2 separate regions of the Mus musculus genome follow, and region 1 is linked to region 2. The links are chromatin contacts, called in public promoter capture Hi-C maps. All regions are on one chromosome and are shown on one strand. The core of a region is the stretch at or near the end of the contact, and the rest is flanking DNA. Distances in the headings are between cores, read along the strand shown.

Region 1 (5,213 bases), core at 2,379-4,878, 1.3 Mb before region 2:
AGCAAAGTACTTCTTGGCTGAATAGCAGCTGAGGAACTTATAAATGAACTTAAGGGATATATCAAACAATCAATAATAAACTGTTGCAGGTACAAATCTTATTTGGATCCTGACTTCAATAAATTTAATACCTCTATGTAAGGTAGAGGGGAAATTTCAATATTGTCTGAATAGCCAATTAAGAAATCTTTATTAACAATTTAAAAATTTTAATCTGGTAGCAAGCATATGGGAGGCTGAAGCACGGGGACTTAAGAGCCAACCTGAGCTACCTTGCAGAACCCTGTTTTAAAATACAAAAATCAAAATCAAAAGAAAAAAATTACAATTTTCACTAAGTACAGACAACTTTAAAAACTACTTGAAAGTTTAATTTCAAAAAGTATGAAAATAAAAATATAAAGACAATTCAGGACTGGTACAAATTGAGCACAGTTTGATTTCGAAAGACTTGAGAAATCATCGAAATAATTACATCCCAAGTAATCACTAAGCTCACATATGTACCCTTGGAGATATCACTATGTTCCCTATCCTTGTCAATCCAAAACGTATTATTCTTGTTTCTCATAGAAACAATGTGGCTGAGTATAATTCTATACTTTACCTTCTCTCATGATTATTTCCACTATTCTCTTCTGACTTCCTATATATTTTCCTCCCATTTTTATTTTCAACCACAAATAATGGAACAAAGTTAGAACAATAAAAGGTTAGATATGAGAGCTTATTAACTTTAGTCACAGCAAATATTTTATTTGCTAATCTATTAACTATCACATTTCAATAGTCATTAGTTCCTTGAAAAAACAGCTCAGACTGTCAAACAGCACTGTTTCTTAGTACATTATAGCATTTCATTAAGAAACTGAACAGACTTATTCGAAACATCAATGGCAAGGGACAGTGAATTAAGCATGAAATTCCACGTAGGCTCTTGCATCTATTGATTGTGTTCATATATTCAATTGGGGCATCCAATACATACCAGTTACTCAGACACAAAAACTAACAATTATTTAATTGCCACAAAAAAGGGGTCATGCCTGAAATCCTAACACTTGGGAGTTATTGTATACTACCTCTACCTCCAAATTCCAAGGTCACCCTGAACTAACACAATGAGTTCTAGGCTAGTCTGTGCTACCTAGCAATATTGTATAAATAGTCAACAAACTATTACACTAAATTCTGGTAAGTGCAATAAAAGTCATATATGAAATTTATAGATGCAAAATATTTTCAAGTTTGATAGTTTTCAATTCTATTAATCTAGATTCCAGTTTTTAGTTAAGAGGAAGTATCCATAGGCTACAATTTTCTATCAGAAGATGGTACCTAGTCACGTTAATTTTGAAACAAATAAAATCTGATATAAATAATTAAGAAACATCTCTATGAGTCGGGCAAGGTGGCGCACGCCTTTAATCCCAGCACTTGGGAGGCAAAGGCAGGCGGATTTCTGAGTTCAAGGCCAACCTGGTCTAAAAAGTGAGTTCCAGGACAGCCAGGGATATACAGAGAAACCCTGTCTCAAAAAAAAAAAAAGAAAAGAAAAAAGAAAAAGAAACATCTATATGATGAGGGATAGGAGCATTCCATACTGGATCTCAGTGTACTAAAAGAAAGGGCAAACAAGTAGTGCAAGTTTACAAATAAGAAAACAAAAGTTCGGAGGCTGGTGAGATGGCTCAGTGGGTAAGAGCACCCGACTGCTCTTCCGAAGGTCCAGAGTTCAAATCCCAGCAACCACATGGTGGCTCACAACCATCTGTAACAAGATCTGACTCCCTCTTCTGGTGTGTCTGAAGATAGCTACAGTGTACTTACTATAATAATAAATAAAAAATCTTTAAAAAAAAAAAAAAAAAAAAAAAGAAAACAAAAGTTCAGAAAGACTAAAACAACTAAAGTCTCACACATAATAAGAGCAAAAAGGATTTGAATCCATAACTTTTGGTTCCAAAACCTATTCTCTGCCCATTAGACTCCTCATTTTTATTTATTACATAAAAACCAAAGTCTCAGAGATCTTAAAACACTCTTACAACACCCAGAAAATGATGACTGAGACAACCTTTTTTAGAACTAGAATTTATGGTAAAAAGCACATTCCATAACAAATGCAGAAAACTACAACGTATTCAATGTACAAGGTTATGTATGTGTCATGAACACATTTGAAAACCAGCTAATCAAAACAAATGAAGGAGATTTTTGTAATTTCTTTCAACTGTTTTATCTTTACCCATTGGTTCCTACACAAATGATAAGGCGGGGAATGGTCTAGCATATTTTAGTATATTACATTTTGGATTCTACAAATATGAAAGTACACATTACAGAATATGGAAATATAAAAGTCAAAATTTGTAAAGCAGCTTGAGCCCACTAAATCTTAAGTGTATAATCATTAATAACATTTTGAAAAAATGTAATAAACAACTTTATTTTTCTGTGTTAACAGCTTTACATTAATTTTTCTTGTAATCTTTTTCCAGTCTGTCATTTTAAATTTCTAAAATTAAGCAGTAAACACAACTCCCCTGAAAAACAAGTTAACCCATCATACACAAAATGAAGAGAGGGAGAATTTTATGTGAGAGTGAACAATTTCCAAACTGGTTAGGAAAGATTGACTCCACATGGTCGGGTGGATCCTGGTAAGAAGCTTTTCTTCAGAACTTTTCACATTGAGTGCGCCTTCCAGAATTCCCAAACTGCCAAAGGGTAATTTTAATATTAAATAGCTCGAGGCTACAATCACTGTCAAGCTCAAAGATTTTGTAATACTGAGACTCCCTCATAGGCAATTACTTCAAACAACAAAGGACGTCTGGCACATCCTCGGGGATGAGAGTCGGTGTACAGACCTCTCCGCTCTTCCCCAAGCTAGGAACCACACCAACACAAGCATGTATCCCCACATCAGTGTTCACGACTCCTCTAAGAATGTGGAAGTGTCACCGCCATTTTCGACGACATCCCAGGGCCGACAATCTCGGCTTCGGTGCTCACTGGGGCGCTTGGCCCACAACAGCCCGCACACCCCGCTCCCAGCCCCCTGCAAGGAAGCTCTTCCAGCCCGACTAAGGGCGCACGCGGCCCGCGGGGCTCCGAAAGGCGCTCGGGCACGCGGCGGTCTTCCCGCTAGCTGTCAGGCCTGGGGAGCGGCAGACCCGCGGCGCTGGGGAAGGGGCAGCCGGACTCCCCGAGGGCGCCGCCCGCTCCTCCTCAGAGCAGCAGCATCCGGCGGCTGCGCCCACGGGCACTGCGGCGCGACGGCGCGGTCGGCGAGTGGCGAGGGGAAACAGGCCACGGCCGAGGCCCACCCGGGGTCCCTCAGCTCCACCCGCCCCGCCGCCGCCATCTTGTACGCAGCGGCTGCGACACATACAATAGTCGACCGCGACCTGGCAGGGACCGCTCGGGGCCTGCGCTAAGGACCTCTGCCTTCCAGTCCCCGGCTCCCCGCAAGGCAGCGGCCCTACCTATGCCTACCGACTAACAGCTGGATCCCATCCGTGCCCCACACAGTTTAGCACTCGGCCTCCAGTCACCGCGATGAAGCAGCTACCGCCTCCATGGGACTACACGCATGCGCATCTTCGCCTAAAGCCCTCGTCCGCTCACTGCGCCTGCGTGCCTCAGGCTCCGCGTTCTCCAGAGACGCTGTCGGGGGACAAGGCCGCCCTCTGCCAGAAGGGGGCGATCGCCAGCTATGGCTGGTCCTACACCTGCAGCGGTCTGGGTAACATCACTCAAGATTTTAGAACCTGCAAACCATCCCTCTTCTCTTCCATGAAGCCTTCTCTGATTACTATTCCCTCAGTATCACAACGTAACATTCACTTATTAACATATTCTCGCTTTTACTGCTCACTCCCATCGCCCCCTTTTTAAAGAAAAGGTCTGGAACTTTGAACTCACATAGATCCCACCTGCTTCTGCCTTCCAACTGTTGGAATTATAAGTGTGTGCCTCCACACCCAAGTACGTTGTAGCTGTCTTCAGGCACCCCAGATTAGGAATGGTTGTGAGTCACCATGTAGTTGCTGGGATTTGAACTCGTGAGCTTCAGAATAGCAGTCAGTGCTCCTAACCACTGAGCCATCTCTCCAGCCCTTATCTCCCACCTCTTAAATGGGAAATTACACCGTGCAGTGTTGGTACAGGCCTTTAATCTCAGCACTTGACAGGCAAGATGCAGGCAGAAATCTGGGAAAGAAGCCAGCCTGGTCTACAGAAGATGTTCCAGGACAACCAAAGCTACACATCCCTGTCTCAAACAACACAAAATAGATAGAATAATAAAATGGGAAATTAGAAAGGAATAAAAGTTAAGGGCTGAACTGATTGATGGCTCAGCTGTTAAGAGCACTAGCTGCTCTTCCAGAGGTCCTGAGTTCAATTTCCAGCAACCACATGGTGGCTCACAACCATCTGTAATGGGATCTGATGACTGCTTCTGGTGTGTCTGAAGACAGCTACAGTGTACTCATATACATAAAATAAATAAATAATTCTAAAAAAAAAGTTTAAGTCAAAAGACTAATATTGAAAAATTTTTATATCATTTCAGAATTCAAAAAATAAACTACCTGAGTGGTGAACATCTATAATCCTGATTGATTTTACCCATGAAAAAGATTGGGCTAAAATTTTTTTAACTGTTTTCTTCAATGTTCTATCTTTTTAAATTGACTCAGTTATGCCAATATAAGCTAGTTCAAAAAAATTAAAGGACTGCAGGACAGTGGTGAACTGCCTTTAATCCCAGCACCTGGGAGGCAGAGGCAGGTGGATTTCTGAGTTCGAGGCCAGCCTGGTCTAGAGTGAGTTCCAGGACAGCCAGGGCTACACAGAGAAACCCTGTCTTGAAAAAAAAAACAAAAAACAAAAAAAAACAAAACAAAAAAAACAAACAAACAAACAAAAAAACAAGAAATTACAAATTAAAAAAAATAAAAATTAAAGAACCATCCTCCTCGGTGAAATTTTTAGGAGTCCAGTGGTGTGGAGCAAGCAGAGATATTCCTTCCAAGGTGAAAGGTAAGTTACTGTACCTGGATCCTCCCACCATCCAGAAAGAAGCACAACGTTTAATGGGTCTATATGGACTCTGGAATGAACTACAATCCAGAAAGGAGTTGTAATGCTGCAGCTGTCCACTTCTTGGTGGTGCAGGTATAATGTTCAGGACTGCCAGTAAG
Region 2 (5,799 bases), core at 865-3,364:
CTGATTTAACTTCATCTGTGGAGCTTTAGGTGGGAAGAGAAGTTTCCATAATGAAGAGAACCTGGGATCTGAAGTAGATAAAAGCTTTGGGGGAAGAACAAAAGAACTAGAGACCCAGTCTATATGGTCCAGGTGCAGAGAGGACCTGGAGGTGTTACAAAATTGAGAGGGTGGAAGGAGCCCAGTACAGTGATCCTTACAGGTTACATTGGATTTAAATCATTTCAAAGTTGGGGTGAAAAGATTGGAAATCTATGTAATCAATTTCTACGAACAATCAACCAATAAGAATAAAGTTTCTTGGTTTTTTTTTTTCTTTTTTTCTTAAGTACACAGTAGAGAGCACTCAAGACAAAGGTCCTAAGGAAAACTCTGGTACAATGTAACTCATCGCTCCTCCCCTGGAGCTTTTAATTCTGGCCAAAACTCATTTTGTTCCAGTGGGGCCTCTGTGTATAGACCCAGTTAAAGTTTATTGCTTAAATTTGGAAGTAAATGATTTCAGGTTATTATGCAATGAGCCCTTGGCTTCCCCTTATTCCACAGGTACACTGTGGAACAGTCTGTGGCTCACTCATAGCTGTAAATAAAATTACTTACCTGCATCAATAGTACAGGCATTATGACTAAACATTAATATTTATATAAAGCAATTAACTAGGTACACAGTGTTCTTATTATGCCTTATATTAAAAATTTAGTGTGTGTTGGATGCATTTGTTGGTATAAAGGCCCAAGGTCCACAAGCTCACTGATTTGGTTCGGCTAGCTTAGCTGGCCAAAGAACTTAAGCAATCCTGTTCTCTTAGTGCAGAAGTTACAGGAGTTCTATCACACTAGCCTTTTACTGTGTTCTGGTGATTCGAACTCAGGTCCTTGATGAGCAGCATACACTTTACTGAGTTGTCTCTCTTGCCTATTGCGAATATTTGCCACACTTCCATGCCAGATCTCTGGTTCGGTATGAGAACTCATAGGTAAGAAGAGGCAGGGAGAGGCTTCTTGGAGATCCTTTGCAGAGGCCGGCGAGGTCAAAGCGATTTTCTGTTTTAAAGATAGGGCCTTACTATGTCGTCCTCGCTGGCTTGGGAACTCCCTCTGTACACCAGGCTGGTTTCAAAGAGCATGATGTGCTTTTGCTACTTGAGTGCTTATATTAAAGGCGTGCACCACCACACCTGGTAAAAGTTATCTTAATCTTAGTCATTCTCATTCTCTCAAGAAGGTGCAGTGGAATTTTCCATAACTATGCAAAAAAACAGATAGTAAAATGTTGAGAAGCAGCTAGACGATCAAATTGTTTTCTAAAGGAGACATTAATTTTTTTCTCATCAATTTTTGTTTTTGTTTTGTTTTGTTGGTTTTGGTTTTTTCGAGACAGGGTTTCTCTGTGTAGCCCTGGCTGTCCTCGAACTCACTTTGTGGACCAGGCTGGCCTCGAACTCAGAAATCCGCCTGCCTCTGCCTCCCAAGTGCTGGGATTAAAGGCGTGTGCCATCACCGCCCCGCCAATTTTTGTTTTTGAAAAGTTACTTGTCATGATAATGTTTTGCCAACACTACATACTAGTATTTTAAAACATAAACCCTATGCAATTAATGTTCCTAGAGAACACAGTTTTTAGTTTTGTTGTTTTGAGTAAGGAGATCAGTGTTCTGAGCTAACCCTTGTTTGACCAACCACAGACAAAACTTGCTCTCCGTGTCTGCACGCCTTTTTTGCAGTGGTTTCCTCCCACTAAACCGCACTTCCAATTCTGCCCGTCAAACGTCCCATTCCACCTAAAACATGATCCCCGGCGCTGGCCCGGGTCTGTCGCTGCGCGGGGCAGCGTTGTGGGGACACCCACGGGTTCCCCTCCTGTTGGCCTAGAGGTTAAACTCAGCACCTACTGAGGCTCTAGAGAAGCATCCGGACTTCCGGCTCAGCTAGGCCACGCCCGGCCGCTTCCAGGCTGTGGCCGCCCGGAAGAGTACATCAGACCCCGGAGTCAGAGGGGGCGGTTCTGGCGCGCCACGCCTAGTGAGGGTGGGGCCACGCCCACACGGAGAGGCGTGGTCTCTACCCGGCGCGGGAAAGGGGCCGAAATCGCGTGCGCGCGCTCAGTCAGCGACCGCGCGCCACACGTTTCGGGAGGGGATGGCGGCAGCGGCGGCTGCTGGGAGCGGGACGCCCAGAGAGGAAGAGGCTCCCGGAGGGGAGGCAGCGGCTTCGCAGGCCCAAGCCCCGACGAGTGCACCCGGGGGAGTTCGCCTCTCGAGGCTGCCTCTGGCGAGAGTAAAGGCCTTGGTGAAGGCAGACCCTGACGTAACGCTGGCGGGACAGGAAGCCATCTTTATCCTGGCGCGTGCCGCGGTGCGACGGGGAAGCAAGGGCGCCTGGGTCGGGGAAAGGGGCGTGGCATCTAGGGGGCGTGGCGCTAGGGGGCGTGGCGGGCCCTGGTACGCCGACCTGACTTGACTGAGACCTAGGAAGGCCTCTGTGGGCCCCGTTTGAGTTGGTTAGCCACTCTCCTCTTCACGAGGACCCACGCAAATTTAGTTTGCATGGCTCCCACGGCTCACACAGAACTTGAAGGGGATCCTAATGAATGAGTAGGGTGGATTTGGAGATATTAGAGCAGGGGGATTGGAGCTATGGAGAGGGATAGCAGAAGTATTTTCATAAGTTCAGTACAATGGTAGCTTCTAGAACTTTCCTGTGTGGTAGAGTTCCCCCTTTACCCTTCTTGTCCACGTCTACACAGGATTGCTCATCTCAGTGGGCTAGAGTCCACTAATCTCTGCTTGCTTTTTTTTTTTTTTGTTGCAGGAACTGTTCGTGGAGACTATCGCAAAAGATGCCTACTGCTGTGCTCAACAAGGAAAGAGGAAAACTCTCCAGAGGAGAGATTTGGGTAGAGTCGCTGTGGTACCCCAGGGTGGACAGGGGAGCTATGGGCTGGGCTTTCTTATAGCTGTTTCACAAGGCATCATTGAAGCAAGGGGAAATTTGGCTTTTGGTTTATTTGTCTACCTGGTAACCCTTCCACATGTGTAAGCCTTTAGAGACTGTACCTCTCATTCCCTTCTATGCTGCCAAACTCTTTTTCTAGTATCTTTTTTTTTTGTTTTTGTTTTTCGAGACAGGGTTTCTCTGCAGCCCTGGCTGTCCTGGAACTCACTCTGTAGACCAGGCTGGCCTCGAACTCAGAAATTCACCTGCCTCAGTCTCCCAAGTGCTGGGATTAAAGGCGTGCACCACCACGCCCGGCCTTGTTCTAGTGTCTTTAGAGTAGAGAGAAAAGTGAATTTTGGAATAAGACAGGATTGTAGGATGCCTTGAACAGCATTTTCGCTGGCTTTTGAGGTGAGACAGTTAAAAGAATAGTGAGTGTAAAGATGGATCTTAGGACCTCTGGGTTACAGTTTGTAAGTGATGTCATTTGCATAAAATTCCATGTTGGGTCTGATGTCTGAATGGCAAGAGCCAATCAAGTATCCCTTTACCTTGTGTTTCAGATAATGCAATAGAAGCTGTGGATGAATTCGCTTTTCTAGAAGGTGAGTTCACTGCCTGCACAGACTATTTCTCTGTTGATGATGTGAGCTTCAAACCTTATAAAACCTTATAAAACAGATGTGTGGTTTTCCTTTGTATACATGGCAGCAATTCTCCCTGTTTTGATAGAAAAAAAAGGAACATTTTCCATTCTTGGGGAATTAGAAATTCTACAGGGAAATTGCAAGCTTAAAAGAAGAAGGAGGGAGTATATAAATTACCAGTAGAATTGGATTTAGATTTTGAATCCTGTTTATATCTCCAAACTAAATATTAATATTGCTCCTTTATAATGTTAAGAATTAGAAACAATTTGTAACTTTTTTTAAGATTCCTTTTTATTTACGTGTATGTGTGTTTCTATATGCCAAATGTATGTAGGTACCCCCATAAGAGCCAGAAGAGTAGTGTGAGCTGCTAAACATGGGTGCTGTGAACAGGGCTTCTGGAAGAGCAGCAAGCACTTTTTTGTTTTGTTTTTGCTCTATTTGAGACTTGGGTTTCTCTGTGTAGCCCTGGCTCTCCTGGAATTCACTCTGTAGACCAAGCTGGCCTTGAATTCGCAGAGATCCTAGAACTACTTGCCTCTACCTCCAGAGTGCTGGGATTAAAGGTGTGCTTCACAACTGCCTGCTGATGAGCATGAGGTCTTTTTTGTTGTTATTTTTTCGAGACAGGATTTCTCTGTATAGCCCTGGCTGTCCTGGAACTTACTCTGTAGACCAGGCTGGCCTCGAACTCAGAAATCCTCCTGCCTCTGCCTCCCGAGTGCTGGGATTAAAGGCGTGCGCCACTACCGCCCAGCTAGCAAGAGGTCTTAATCACTGAGTCATCTCTCCACCCTCAGTTCCTAACTTAAGACAGGGTCTTATATAGCTCAGACTAGCCTTGAACTCTCACTGTGTAGCTGAGAGTGACCTTGAATTCCTTTTCTGTCTTCACCTCCAAAATGCTAGTAATAATAATGATAAGTCAATACATACATAAATAGGCATATGCCACCTTGTCTGACGCTGAAATATTTTCTTCTTTTTTCACTCTGTTCTGCTTCTCTGTGTTAACCTTTGCCCATGGCACTCTTTAGATGTTCTCTTTGATATCTTCTAAGATCTCTCTCCAATGTCTGCTTCAAGTCTAGATTTTTGAGTATTCTCTTTGAGTTGTAGATTTTGTTTTTCCACCTATTTGTCTTAAAAATAACTTGAATTAGTTGCCCAACTTGTTTTATAGTCCAGTGTATGGTCATCCTTGGTGGTGGTCTTTATATTCTTGAAGAGAAAGTACTCTATTCTGTTCTGCTTGCTTGTTTTATCAGTTGCTGAGTAAGAATTGTCCATTAAATTCTCCTACCACAACTGTAGATTATTTTCACTTGAATTTTTGATTCTGTTTATTTTGTAAGACCATGTGATTAGGTATGTAAAAGTTTACTACTATGTTGTTTTTGACAGCCCATAGTATTTAATTTATAGTATTTAATTGATTATTGTCATTTCTAGTGATTGGTTATTAGACCTTCCCATTTAGGCAGACTGCAGTTTGATTCTTATCTCCCTCAGCCTGCCACACAGCCCCTCTCAGACCTCTCAGATTGGTAGGTGCCTTCAGGGACACCATAGCTTTGGAGGTTGGCCTTACTTTGTGACTTTGCCATCCCTTAATATCATTTATTTCAATTATTGAGAAGTTTTATTTTTAAAATATATTTAGTTTTATTCGTTGCTTTAAACAGAGACTTGTCATCAACAAAATCAGAGTTGCTAGGTAAGGTGGCTCATGCCTGTAAGTGCCAGTCCTTGGGAGAGTGAGGCAGCAGGATTTTATGTCTGAGGCCAGCTTGTGCTACAAGGGGGGCTCCAGCCTAGTGTGGCCAGTGACATACTGCCTTAATCAGCAACAGAAAATTCCAAAGAAAGTTACTATTTTTTTAGTTAGAAGTATTGCTGGTTTAGTTTTCCTAATGTTCATTCCCCTGACTTATGCTTTATAATAGGATTAAGAAATAACTACGAGGCTCCTTCAGTCCAGTGCTTTTCCTTCTGTGTGAACATAAAATGAGGCTGTTTTGGAAGCTGGTGGGTTTTGCCTTGCAGCTTCACTTCAGGGTGAAGAGGAACAGATGTCATGCTTGCGGCCCCACAGGCCAAAATGCAGAATGCTTCCTAGGAGTGGGACTGCCAGAGGCTGCTCTGGTTTTCCCAGATAGGCCACTTGGTTCTTTGAAGAAAGTCCTTTGATTTTGTTGTTTTTGTTTTTTGT

What was found. Promoter capture Hi-C pulls out the DNA fragments that hold promoters and counts their contacts.
Region 1: a contact with region 2 is called in a promoter capture Hi-C map of pre-B cells, with 5 times the contacts expected there. The contact joins the promoter of Zfp638 here to the promoter of Pole4 in region 2. A contact is called at or near these places in 2 of 39 promoter capture datasets (neutrophils and pre-B cells) and 1 of 484 Hi-C or Micro-C datasets (CD4 T cells).

The regions. Positions count from the first base shown.
Region 1 is chr6:83,912,768-83,917,980 of GRCm38.p6, reverse strand. Zfp638 (zinc finger protein 638) reads right to left here and starts at 3,628. Exons shown (of 27, transcript NM_001355286.1): 1 at 3,502-3,628.
Region 2 is chr6:82,649,180-82,654,978 of GRCm38.p6, reverse strand. Pole4 (polymerase (DNA-directed), epsilon 4 (p12 subunit)) reads left to right here and starts at 2,114. Exons shown (of 4, transcript NM_025882.3): 1 at 2,114-2,355; 2 at 2,812-2,896; 3 at 3,501-3,542. The coding sequence starts at 2,140.